Regions from separate parts of the Sus scrofa genome. Here all the other regions are linked to region 2. The links are chromatin contacts, called in public Hi-C and HiChIP or PLAC-seq maps. All regions are on one chromosome and are shown on one strand. Each heading gives the region's core, a stretch centred on a gene start, on an enhancer-like site or on the middle of the called end of the contact. The rest is flanking DNA. Distances are from core to core; before and after follow the strand shown. Region 1 holds the start of MESP1 (mesoderm posterior protein 1). Region 2 holds the start of AP3S2 (adaptor-related protein complex 3, sigma 2 subunit). Region 3 holds the start of KIF7 (kinesin-like protein KIF7). Region 4 holds the start of PLIN1 (perilipin 1).

Region 1 (2,700 bases), core at 168-2,667, 130 kb after region 2:
GGTCAGAAGGCACCCAAAACCTGTGCATCCTGCCTGGAGGGAGCTCCCTCCTGTGCCATCTACAGGGGCTGGTGCTGGACACGCCCCAAGTTGGCAGTCGAGCCGGGCCTGCAAATCCTTGCTGGGGAGCCTAGAGTTTTGGTTGGTTCGTGGTCTGTTTTCTGCCTCTGCTCCCAGGGGTGTGTAGGGACCTGAGCCCGTCCCCCTTCTCCTCACTCCTCTAGGCTCCATCTTGCTCTCCCTCTCAGCACACAGGTGTATGTTTTTCCCAGTGGACAGATGAGCAAATTGGGGTCCAGAGAGGGCAAGTGGCCTCTCTGGGGTCACCTAGCCCATCACACCAGCACTAAGCTGGCTTCACCCTTTTCTTAAGCCAGCCCCAGCATTTCTGACATGTCTGCTAAGCTCCCCATCCTGTACTCACTATGGCCCCAGGCCCCAGGAAAAAAGGCCCCTGACTGGTCGGCCCACCTCAGATCCCAAGATTCCAAGTGGTTGGGCAGCGCCCTCTGCTGTCTGTGGCTGGGAGTGCAAGGAGGCTGGATAGCCAGGGCATCCCTCTGGCTTGAGACCGGTACCTTGCAAACAAGGTATGCAGTCAGTCCCCCAAGGCATCTCAGCAAGCACTTGGGGGTCCCCGTTCCACTTCACAGCTTAGAAACTGAGGGGTCATGTGACAAACTTTCCCACATTTACATGTCTGTCTCTTTGCTTCGGGCTGGTCAGCTCTTTATGCTGCGGTTTCCCCGTGTTTCACTGCAAGGCTCCACTTACCTAGATGAAGCGAGGCATAAGTGTGACACCCTCAGGAGAGAGGTGCAGTCTACTCACCCTGCATTCTCTGCCCAGCTCTCCAAACTGGGGAGATTCTGGCACTTCCTCTCCAGCCTTTCCCCGGAATCTGACAAATCTCTCTCCTTTCTTCCCACCCCCTCCCTCCTTGTCACTCTGCCTCCTGTGACTTCCACTAGCTGCGCATCCAGCTGATCCATGACCAAGATAATCAGATTATCATGGGTCCAGAATAATCTATTCCATATGGCTTGCCAAGTCGGTGGCTCCAGGAGCTAAAGGTGTGAGGAGAGGGGGTGGCCTCCGTTGGAAGGGGCTTCCTGGGAGTTTTGGGGGCATAAGCTGGGCTGGTGGGGAAGGGGGGAAGTGGAGGAGAAGTTGGGAGCCTTCCTGCTGGGCCCCTGACGGCCCTGGGCTCCAGGTGGCTGCAGCCCCCTCGCCAGCACAAGCACGGCCTCATCTTTCCAAGACCTGGTGAAGCTTAGGCTCCATGGTGGGGGTTGCCCCCCATGCCTTTTCTCTGGATTGGGAAGTGCTCACTCTAGGGTGTTACTTCTCAAAAGTGGCCAAGCCTCATAATTCTCCGGAGATTTTACTTTTTTTTTTCTTCTTGTTTTTGCTTTTTAGGGCCGCACCCGTGGCATATGGGGTTCCCAGGCTAGGGGTCAAGTCGGAGTTACAGCTGAAGCCTATACCACAGCCACGGCAACGTGGGATCCGAACTGCGTCTGTGACCGACACCACAGCTCACAGCAACGCCCGATCCTTAACCCACTGAGCAAGGCCAGGGATTGAACCCACAACCTCATGGTTCCTAGTCGGGTTCGTTAACCACTGAGCCACCATGGGAACTCCAGATTTTACTTTTCACACCCGGAATCTCCTCTGGGGATTCTGGTTCAAGCAGGTCCAGGGTCTGGAAACCTGTTTTCTTTTTACTTCTCAACAGGTCCTGGTATATCAAGGTTTCCTGGGGGCTTAAAGATTATGCGGCATAGCCCTCCCCCAGCAGGGCACTCCCAGGGCACCCCTCCAGGAGGAAAGGAGCCACTCTAGTCCTCCAGAGGGGGCAGGGGGACTGGTGGGAAAACAGAACATTGGCTTTGGTCCCAGACAGAGCAGAACAGATCCCAGCTCTTCCCCTACTAGCCATGCAACACAGGACCACCTCTCTGGGCTTCCACTCGTTTCCACATCTACAAAGTGGGGCAATGACACTCATATCACAGTGTGGTTGTGAGCTGTAACCCAGCCAAGCCCCAGTACAGTGTCAGACCCCAAGTGACAGCAGGAACACACAGGTGGGCTCTGCCCAAAGCACGGTCCCTGTGCTATGATTTGATCCTTGCACTGTTGGCACAGGAGGTATTACAGGGCAGAAACAGAGGCCAGGGCAGAAACATGGAGTGAGTTACCCAAGTGCCACCGGTGGTACAGGGCAGAAGGGCATTCTATTCTAAGCCACCCTGGCCACACCCCAGAGGGGTGCCCCAGGTTATCTGAAGGTGGGGGCTTCGTGAATAAGAACCGCTGCCCTGAAAGAGCTTGCCTTGCGGGCTGGTGCCGAGGTGTGGTGGGAGGATCCCTGGCAGTAGGGGACACCCAAATTAGGAGCTTCCCAGGAGGTGTGCTGCTCATGCTAAACAGGCTGGCGTTAGGACAGAGCTGCTTCCTTCTCCTGGGGCCTCTGGCTCCAGTGGGGATGGGGATTAGGGGCCGCAAGGGGAAAACCGACACTGCACCTTTGATTAGCACTCCCATGTTAGAGGGGCTGGCCGGAAAATAAGGGTACTGAGGCTGGGAAGTGGGAGGGGGCAGCGCCCAGGACCCAGGCTCGGTCTGAGGAAGCCGGCTGGTTCCTAGTGGGCAGGCAGAGACCCGGGCCCTGGGCCCAAGGGGGTGCTGCCT
Region 2 (2,700 bases), core at 129-2,628:
TCAATGCATTTAACCAGTTTCTCATTTTGGAATAACTAGTTTGATTCGTATTTTCCTCTGTGATAATGTTGCTGAGATGTACATTTTTGAGGCTAAATCTTTCCATAATCATTTTATTTTATATATATATATATACATATACATATATATATGTATATGTATATATATATATTTTTTTTTTTTGGTCTTTTGGTCTTTTTTAGGGCCACAGCAGCAGCATATGGAGGTTCCCAGGCTAAAGGTCCAATTGGAGCTTTAGCCACTGGCCTTCACCAGAGCCATAGCAATGTGCCATCCCAGCCCAGTCTGCCACGTACATGGCAGCTTATTGCAAGGCAGGATCCTTAACCCACTGAGCAAGGCCAGGGGTCAACCCGCATCCCAGTGGATGCTAGTCGGGTTTGCTAACCGCTGAGCCACGATGGGAACTCCTTTATTATAAATTCTAAAACTGGAAATACTGAGTCTAATCTATATTTTAAAGGCTTTTGATGCATATTTGCCAACAGACCTCAGGGTAGATGATTCCAATTTGCAGTTCTATCTGCAATATAGGGACGGGCTTCACCTCACCCCCACTAAGTCATTAAAAGAAATTCGCACACATACACACACACGCAAAAGCCAAATTTAAAAAAGAAAGAAAAAAAATACAAAGACTACCGATCTGGGATCGTCAGTACCTATTAAATGGAATTGCATTAAAGATCCCTTAATTCCACCATTCGCTGTCTACCATGGACAGACAGTCCTTTTGCATGAAGAGACCTCTATATAATTCAGCATTTATGTAATACTAAAAACGAACATAAGGTTCCCCAACCGGGAAATGGCTAAATTAGCCTGCATCTGCACACGTGGAATGTTCTGCAGTGTTAAGGGGAAGAAGGCAGGACCGTATGTGTTAACGCCGCCGAGGAGAAATGGAAGATCCCACAGCATCTTCATCTGGGAGCGTGGCTGCTGTTGGGGTTTCTGCCTTTTTGTTTTGTTTTTTTGCCGCGCCATCCTGCGTAAGTGCCTGGGCCAGAGATAGAACCTGCACCGCAGCAGCGACTCAGCCAGATCCTTAATCCACTGAGCGATCTTCATCTGCTTTTCCGACGTGCTCGGCTTTGCGCCTGGCGGGATTCTTAAGCAAACGGTGGGTGTGTACGAAGGGCTAAGAGCCAGGGTGGCGTCTTAGCCAGACCCTAACTGGCCCACCGGCTCTGGCCTAGGGGCCGGACCTCCTCAGCCTCGGAGTCCGCACCAGCCCTCCCGCGGCGAGCCCAGCTCCCGCCCTGCAGTTTTCACCAAGGCGTGCCGGGAGGCCGGACTCTTCGTGGCCCGGCCCCTGGGCGCCGGGACAAGTTTCCGGAGGCCACTCTCAGCAGCGCATCAACCGGAAACGTCTGTGTTGTGGCGGAAGGAGATGCTTTCTGGGAGCAGCCGGTGCTGAAAGAAGCGTGGCGGGCAAAGATGATTCAGGCGATTCTGGTTTTCAATAACCACGGGAAACCGCGGCTGGTCCGCTTCTACCAGCGTTTCGTGAGTGCGGCCTAGCTTCGTCACGACCCTTTGGGGCGCCTGCACCCCCCTCCCTCCCTTTGGCCTGTGCGAAGCGCGCGGGAAAATGCCCGCAGACCTTTTCGGGCTCCTGTGCCATGGGTGACCCCCAGACTCAACCTGCCTCGGCCCCGCTACCCCCGTTCTTTCCTACCCCTTCCAGGACCCCAGCATTTCTGTGCCGTTTTGTGACACTTCTCCAGTGTCTCAAGTGGTGGTTAACAGCTTAAATGGTTGAGGTCGCTTTCACCTTATCGGTTGTCGAGGTGAAACTCACCTCGCAGTTTCACCAGGGAGAAATACGCAGCTTTTTAAAATGGTTTCGCTTTAGCCAGAGGATTTAGAAAAGTGCTTTCTTGGAATTATTTTGCTTCAGTGGAGGCTGGGACTGCCTAGGGACTAGATACCTTTCACTCTGTAGAGTTCAAAGTCAGTTTGGAAAGTGAGAAATGATGAGAAATTATAAATGCAGCCGCGTGAGGGCTCAGTACCTGATGATGTGAATTTGAGTTTTCCAAAAACGTTTCTTTGGGAAGAATAAACGTCATTATTTGCTTCCTGTCCCCCGACGTTTTATTTCTTAAGAGCTAGGTTAAAAATGTAATTGGTGGGTTGGTGAAACCTAGAGGAGAAGTGAGAAAACTTATGTTCAGGTCAAGTTGATAAATCTCTTTCAGATTTTATTTCCTCTTTTGTCAAATAGAAATGAAAAAAATTTTTTTACCTTTTTCATATAATTTTTAGCTAGATTACATTTTATTAAATAATTATATCGGTTTTATGTTAGCATTTAATAACACTTCAATTTGTATTTGCATGTGTGTGTGTGAATTTTTCTGTCAGGGTTTTGCTTTGTTTTGTTTATGACTGTACCAGAGGCATATGGAAACTTCTGGGCGAGGGATTGAATTTGAGCTGCACCTGCCTCAACACCAGATCTTAAAACTCTATTGCATAGGGCTGGGGATCAAACAGGCACCTCCAGAGCAACCCGAACCACTGCAACAGGGTTGTTAACCTATTGCACCACAGCAGGAACTCCCTCCATCAGGTTTTTTAAGGTGTTACTGAGATCTAAGTTACATACTATACATTTCACCTTTAAAAAATATGCAGTGGAATGGCTTTTAGTACTTCACAGAATTATGCAAC
Region 3 (2,700 bases), core at 69-2,568, 240 kb after region 2:
CCTCGTGGACACTAGACAGGTTCATTACCACTGAGCCACAGTGGGAACTCCAGCTTTTGTGCTCTTTAAAACCCGTTTTTAAAATTGGCGTATGTTATAAGAAGCGAGGCCAGCAAAGAGGATTTGCAGTGGCCCAGGCAAAAGACAGTGGTGACTTGGGCAGAAAGGTTGTGGAAAACAGATCTGCCCAGATTTAGAAGCTACTGAGGAGGGGTAATCAGACATGGTGGAAGAGAAGAGTCAAAGATGGCTTCAGTGATGGGATGGATGGAGGGGCATCTGCTGGAAGAGATGTTTGGGGGCAGCCCTGGGCAGCAGTTGCCCAGGTGGATGCAGAATGAATGCCTCTGCAAGATTTCCACTGGCCATGCACCCACAGAATTGCCTCCCCAACCAGAGAGGTTGGCTAAGATGTCTACAGCAGCCCCCACCTCCAGTGACCTCTCCTAGGGGCAGTTGTCCATCCAGGAACCCAAGTCCAGGTGGCAATGTAGTCCTCAAACGGGCCGGTGAATGCCATCCCATTTCAAGCTGGGGGCTTACAAATCAGAAATGTGGGGTCACATTTGTCAGGGCCGGGCTCCGGTTGAGCCCGCCGCGGGGGCAGAACCCCTGCTTTCTGCCTCACAGCCTAGAAGGCCTGAATGAGCTCTGCCGCGGCTTCATCTCTCCACCCCTGGGTCACCCCGGGTCTGGGGCTCTTCCTGGTGTGAGTGCCCAGGGTGCAGCCAGGGCACTCATCCCAACCGCAAAATTCGCGTGGGGGATGAATCTTTCTCAGCTTTAGGAGTCGTGAAATCAGATGAAAAAAGTGGGGTGGAGGCTTCCTGGAGTCTGGGAAGGGAGAGCTTTGCTGAGCTATGAGAGGGCGTGGGGTGGAAGGAGTGCTGGGATAGAGGGGCAATAATGGTGGGAAAGAGAAAGACTGCAACGGAATGAATGAAGGAAGAACGAACGGATCGTAGTTTATTTTTAGGCCTCTGTTCTCCAGAGTCTCAGTGTTGGAAAATCCACCCTCTTCTCACAGAGTGCAAAAGTCTCCTAGTTAGTTTTCCTTCTCTCATTTGTTACAACTTGCATTTTAAGACGCAGGGGCCCTGCTCCATCGGCTGGTGGGCTTCTCCAGTTCAGAGAATCAGACCGGCCTTGGAGGCCGCTGTGGCCTCTGTATTAGGCGAGTCTGGCTAGGATCGGCGCCCAGCGCTTGAGACCAGAGGCGGTGCTAGAGGACCTGGGGTGGGCGGCACCCCCACCTCAGCCCAGGCCACGCCCAGGCCACGCCCCACCAGTCTCGGCTCCGCCCCTTCTGCGGACAGACTCCGCGGCGCCGCGCGGCCAGCGCCTCCGCCCCCGAGCGCCCGGGCGGGCGGAGTGGCGGGTGAGGGGCGGGATGTTTGATGGGCGGGGGTCCCAATGACGGCATCCGAGCGCGCCGAGTTGGGGTTCAGAGCCTTCCTGGCCCGCAGGGGGACTGCGTTCCTACCCTAGCAGGTGGGTGTGGGTCCGGGACGCGGTGGAGGTCGAGGGCTAGGAGGCGGGAGGCGCGCGCTCGCCCCCACCTTGGCAGACCTGGGCCGGGTGGCCCTGGACGTCGGCACGCCAGGGGATCCCTGACCCAACACGAGGATCCTCCATCCTTGCTAACCAGCCTCCTGGAGTTGGCGGGGGCTCTCCGCTTCCCTAAGTCGGGGGCCTGAGGCCGGCATTCCGGGCCTAGCCAGGAGGAGTGAGGGCCCACGCTGCGAGAGTCGGGTTCGCGTTTGTAATCACTTCTCCAAACTTTCCGTGAGTTCCTGTCTCGAGAGTTCAGCTTCTCTGACTCCCTATCTCCTACCCCGGGCGCCCGACTGCGCCGGTGTTGTCCGGGAGATTGGGGGCGCGGAACAATGCCCGGAGCCCTGGCGCGGAGAAGCCAGCACGGAACGGGGCTGGAAAGGCTCTGGGTGAGGGGTGCATGGAGGCGCCTACAATCTTGCGTGGCAGGCACCACTGTGTGCTCAGGCCCGGGCACCCAGCAAGGCCTGAATGAACGAACGGACCATTACAGGTGCTGAGAGAAGTTAAATCGTGAAAAGAAAAGTGCTGTGACCCTAGAGTTGGGGTTGGATGTGGTGAGGTCTGCGATAAGCGAAGGGAAGAAGGGGACGAGGAAAGTTCCTTGGATAAAGATTATTTATCACTGTTAGGCAGCTACTAAGCGTTGGACCTTATGCTGGGAGCTGCAGCTGGAGCACGAAGGGAACAGGAGGGTCCCTGCTTCCTAGCTCCCAGTTTGGGAGGTAGGGGGAGACCAACGGATAATATGGCTTTTGCAAGGGAAGGGAGTGGTCAGTGGCTGTTGGAAGAACCAGGGGTGTGTGTGCTGGCGTGTGCTTGCCCTTCCCTAGCTCCCTGAGGATGGGACCAGCCTAAGCCTGGCGGGATGGGGAGTCAGGCTACACTGAGTGTGCTGCAGGCAGAGGATGGTGAGGGAAGGTGGGGTACAGGAAGTAAATAGGCAGGGCCCCGATTAAGGTTTTTTTGTTTTTTGTTTTTTGCCATTTCTTGGGCCACTCCCGCGGCATATGGAGGTTCCCAGGCTAGGGGTCTAATCGGAGCTGTAGCCACCGGCCTACTCCAGATCCACAGCGACTCGGGATCCGAGCCGCGTCTGCAACCTACACCACAGCTTACAGCAACGCCGGATCGTTAACCCACTGA
Region 4 (2,700 bases), core at 89-2,588, 210 kb after region 2:
TGGTAATGAACCCGACTAGCAACATGAGGACACAGGTTCAATCCCTGGCCTTGCTCAGTGGGTTAAGAATCCCATGTTGCTGTGTCTATGGTGTATGTAGGCTGGCAGCTGTGGCTCCAATTGGACCCCTAGCCTGGGAACTTCCATATGCTGCGGGTGTGGCCCTAAAAAGACAAAAAAAAAAAAAAAAAAAAAAAAAAAAAGACTTGTACATTCAAGAGAACTCTGTTCCTGTGTGGGTTTAAATCTTACTGTTCAAACTTCATTCCCGAAAGTGAAAAATAAACATGATGGAAATGGGTTGAAAACAGTTCCACAGGACCCCTCTGCGGAAAAGGAGCCAAAGATGATAAAACTTTAGAGCTTATGAGTTTAATGACACATATCTCAACATCTTTCTGGAAACAGCTTTTTGAGAACTAGGGGCCAGAAATAAGTTACAGAACAGATATTTCACAGCTCTGGAATACTAACTCCTCTGAGTCTGGTTCTTTCAGCTCTGCGATCTACCCCCTAGTTGGCTAAACCTCCTTAAAGAAGTTAGGATGTGCCCAGGGGACACTGGGTCAAATAACCATAGCAACCAACTGATCCAACTTTCTCTTCCTCTCTGCCCTCCTCTAGCTGGGAGGTGTTAGGAGCTTTGCTCAAGGCTCCCCAGAGCAACGGGGCTGCTTCTGCCAGACGAGACGCTCTGCAGCCTGGGCTCTGTGGGACTGAGGTGGCATTAGCTGGAGCGAGCGTCGGGGTCCTGGGACAACTTTACTAGGTTTGTTTTCGAGCACCAAAGAAGTTGAGGGTTAGGGTCTTCTGGGAATTTTACTGAGCATGAAGAGGCCTGCAGGGAAACCAATGGCAGAGAGATTATTCAGGGTGAATGACCAAGGGTGTGGAATTCCGGGGCCACCAGCTTTTCCAGAACACAGCTGAAATGGCTGGTTTTAAGAACAACTGCTTTCTCATCTGGTCGAGCATAGAGGGAACGACTGGTAGATAGTCTTGCTTAAAAAGAAGGAATTAATGAAGAACTTTTTTATTAAAATTAAAAAAAAAAAAGACTAAACCTGAAACTCATTCTTGAGTCTCTTTTGGACAGTCATCTGAGAGCCCCTAAATTTCATCTTAAGGCCTCTTCTCTCTTAACGCTACTTTCATTTTTTATTTCTTACCCTGAATCTTTATAAGAAACATCAGTCTTGACAAGAAGGCTGCAGAGTAGCTCATCAGACTCCAGGGAGCGGCCACTTGTCTGTTCAGGGAACTGATGGTGAGAGGTAGGGGGCCGAGCCTGTGGATCTCAGGCAGGGGACTTGCTCATGGACCTGGACCCCTGTGCTTTGCAGCTTGAAGAACTACGATGGCAGTCAACAAGGGCCTGACTTTGCTGGATGGAGACCTCCCTGTAAGTAACGGGCTTCTCTGAGGCCGTGCACAACTGATGGGGGAAGGAAGAGCTGGGAGGAGAGGTTCCGGGGCCTCAGCGCAAGATGGGTGTAGATTATATTCTTAATTCATTGACCATTATGTCTGAGTTATTCTTGCCCTCACTCCTTCTTGCGGAAGCCTATTAGAGGATCTGCAGGAGTGAAATGCCTATTGAAAATGAACCACCTTGGACAAAAAGAATGGAAAACTGGCTGGGAGGGAAAGGAGAGGAGGGGAAGCTCTAGGTTCTGACCCCGGAAGCAGAAGCCCATGTTTTGTCCACCTGGGTGAAATGTATGTTCAGGACTAAGCCACTGTGCTCTGTGACTCCAGAGGTGGCGTGCACGGTGCAGGCTATGTCCGTGGCACCTCTCAGGGTTACACAGTGCACACTGTGAAGGTGGGAGGAGGTCGGAGAGGCAGTGTGTCTGGCCTTGTGCCTTTAGCCTCGTTTTCACTGTGACTCAAAGTGGTTTAACACGTTTAGGTGGACCCAGTGCCTCCTGGCAAGGCCCCTCTGATTTGGTCCAGTTCAAACAGTGAAACTTTGAAAAAGTCTTGAACCCATATAATAGGCATTTTGTCCCAAGTTAGGCTTTAACTCACCTTTGCATGAGGAATCGCCACATTATGTTTCGTATTCGTTCGTAGAACACAGGCGTAAAATGGTCAAGGGCATGGTTAAGCCATCCTAACAGGTGGTAGTTGGTTCCCTTCCCAGGGTCTCCCTCGCTCCTCCGCTTTGCCGAAAACAACCCCGGAAGGCTCTGCCCAAAATGTAAAAGAAAATGTTTTCTTACTTTCAGTCCTAATCATTTTCTAGTTCAAATTTCAAACTCACATGTGAGACCAGAAGCTAAAATAGAATAGCCTGCTCTCTACTGTACATGCCAGCCTCCCTGATGGGTCTTCTGACACAGCCTCTTACAAACAGAAGAAGCTAGGTTCTCCCCTCCAGAGCCGAACCACGCAAAAGTGTGTGTTCAAAGCTGCAGAGAGCTCGCACTTCTGATCTGACCTGAGATGTTCATGTGGAGATTCTTAACATTCCTAAAAATAGGCGGAAAAATAGAATGCCCTTCACTAGCCCCGGCAATGTAATCCATGGACAGTTCTGTCCCATCCTCACTCTATTCCCCAAGCTTGTGTTATTGTGAAACAAATTCCACATATGCCATCTCAGGCCTGAGTTGGAATCCTGGCTCTTCCACTTAACTAGTTGTGTGATCTTGGATAAGTCATTTCACATCTCCAAGCCTTTGCCTCCCCGCTGGC

The links. Hi-C and Micro-C count contacts between places; a contact is called where the count stands out from the background. HiChIP or PLAC-seq counts read pairs in DNA pulled down with a chosen protein or histone mark.
Region 1: a Hi-C map of embryonic fibroblasts shows a contact between it and region 2, with 10 times the contacts expected there. The contact joins the promoter of MESP1 here to the promoter of AP3S2 in region 2. A contact is called at or near these places in 2 of 5 promoter capture datasets (fetal liver and liver), 26 of 47 Hi-C or Micro-C datasets (adipocytes, adipose tissue, alveolar macrophages and 15 more) and 2 of 2 datasets of contacts at active chromatin or transcription factors (alveolar macrophages and skeletal muscle).
Region 3: a contact with region 2 is called in a Hi-C map of mesenteric adipose tissue, with 2.1 times the contacts expected there. The contact joins the promoter of KIF7 here to the promoter of AP3S2 in region 2. A contact is called at or near these places in 2 of 47 Hi-C or Micro-C datasets (heart right ventricle and mesenteric adipose tissue) and 1 of 2 datasets of contacts at active chromatin or transcription factors (alveolar macrophages).
Region 4: an H3K27ac HiChIP or PLAC-seq map of alveolar macrophages shows a contact between it and region 2. The contact joins the promoter of PLIN1 here to the promoter of AP3S2 in region 2. A contact is called at or near these places in 1 of 47 Hi-C or Micro-C datasets (embryonic fibroblasts) and 1 of 2 datasets of contacts at active chromatin or transcription factors (alveolar macrophages).

Annotation. Positions count from the first base shown.
Region 1 is chr7:55,326,317-55,329,016 of Sscrofa11.1, reverse strand. MESP1 (mesoderm posterior protein 1) reads left to right here and starts at 1,417. Exons shown (of 2, transcript XM_001925990.6): 1 at 1,417-2,700.
Region 2 is chr7:55,461,030-55,463,729 of Sscrofa11.1, reverse strand. It overlaps AP3S2 (adaptor-related protein complex 3, sigma 2 subunit), which reads left to right and starts at 1,378. Exons shown (of 6, transcript NM_001244548.1): 1 at 1,378-1,530. The coding sequence starts at 1,462.
Region 3 is chr7:55,218,855-55,221,554 of Sscrofa11.1, reverse strand. It overlaps KIF7 (kinesin-like protein KIF7), which reads left to right and starts at 1,318. Exons shown (of 19, transcript XM_021098960.1): 1 at 1,318-1,491.
Region 4 is chr7:55,249,435-55,252,134 of Sscrofa11.1, reverse strand. PLIN1 (perilipin 1) reads left to right here and starts at 1,338. Exons shown (of 9, transcript NM_001038638.1): 1 at 1,338-1,402. The coding sequence starts at 1,358. It overlaps LOC106510160 (a long non-coding RNA gene), which reads right to left. Exons shown (of 2, transcript XR_001308377.2): 1 at 2,032-2,700.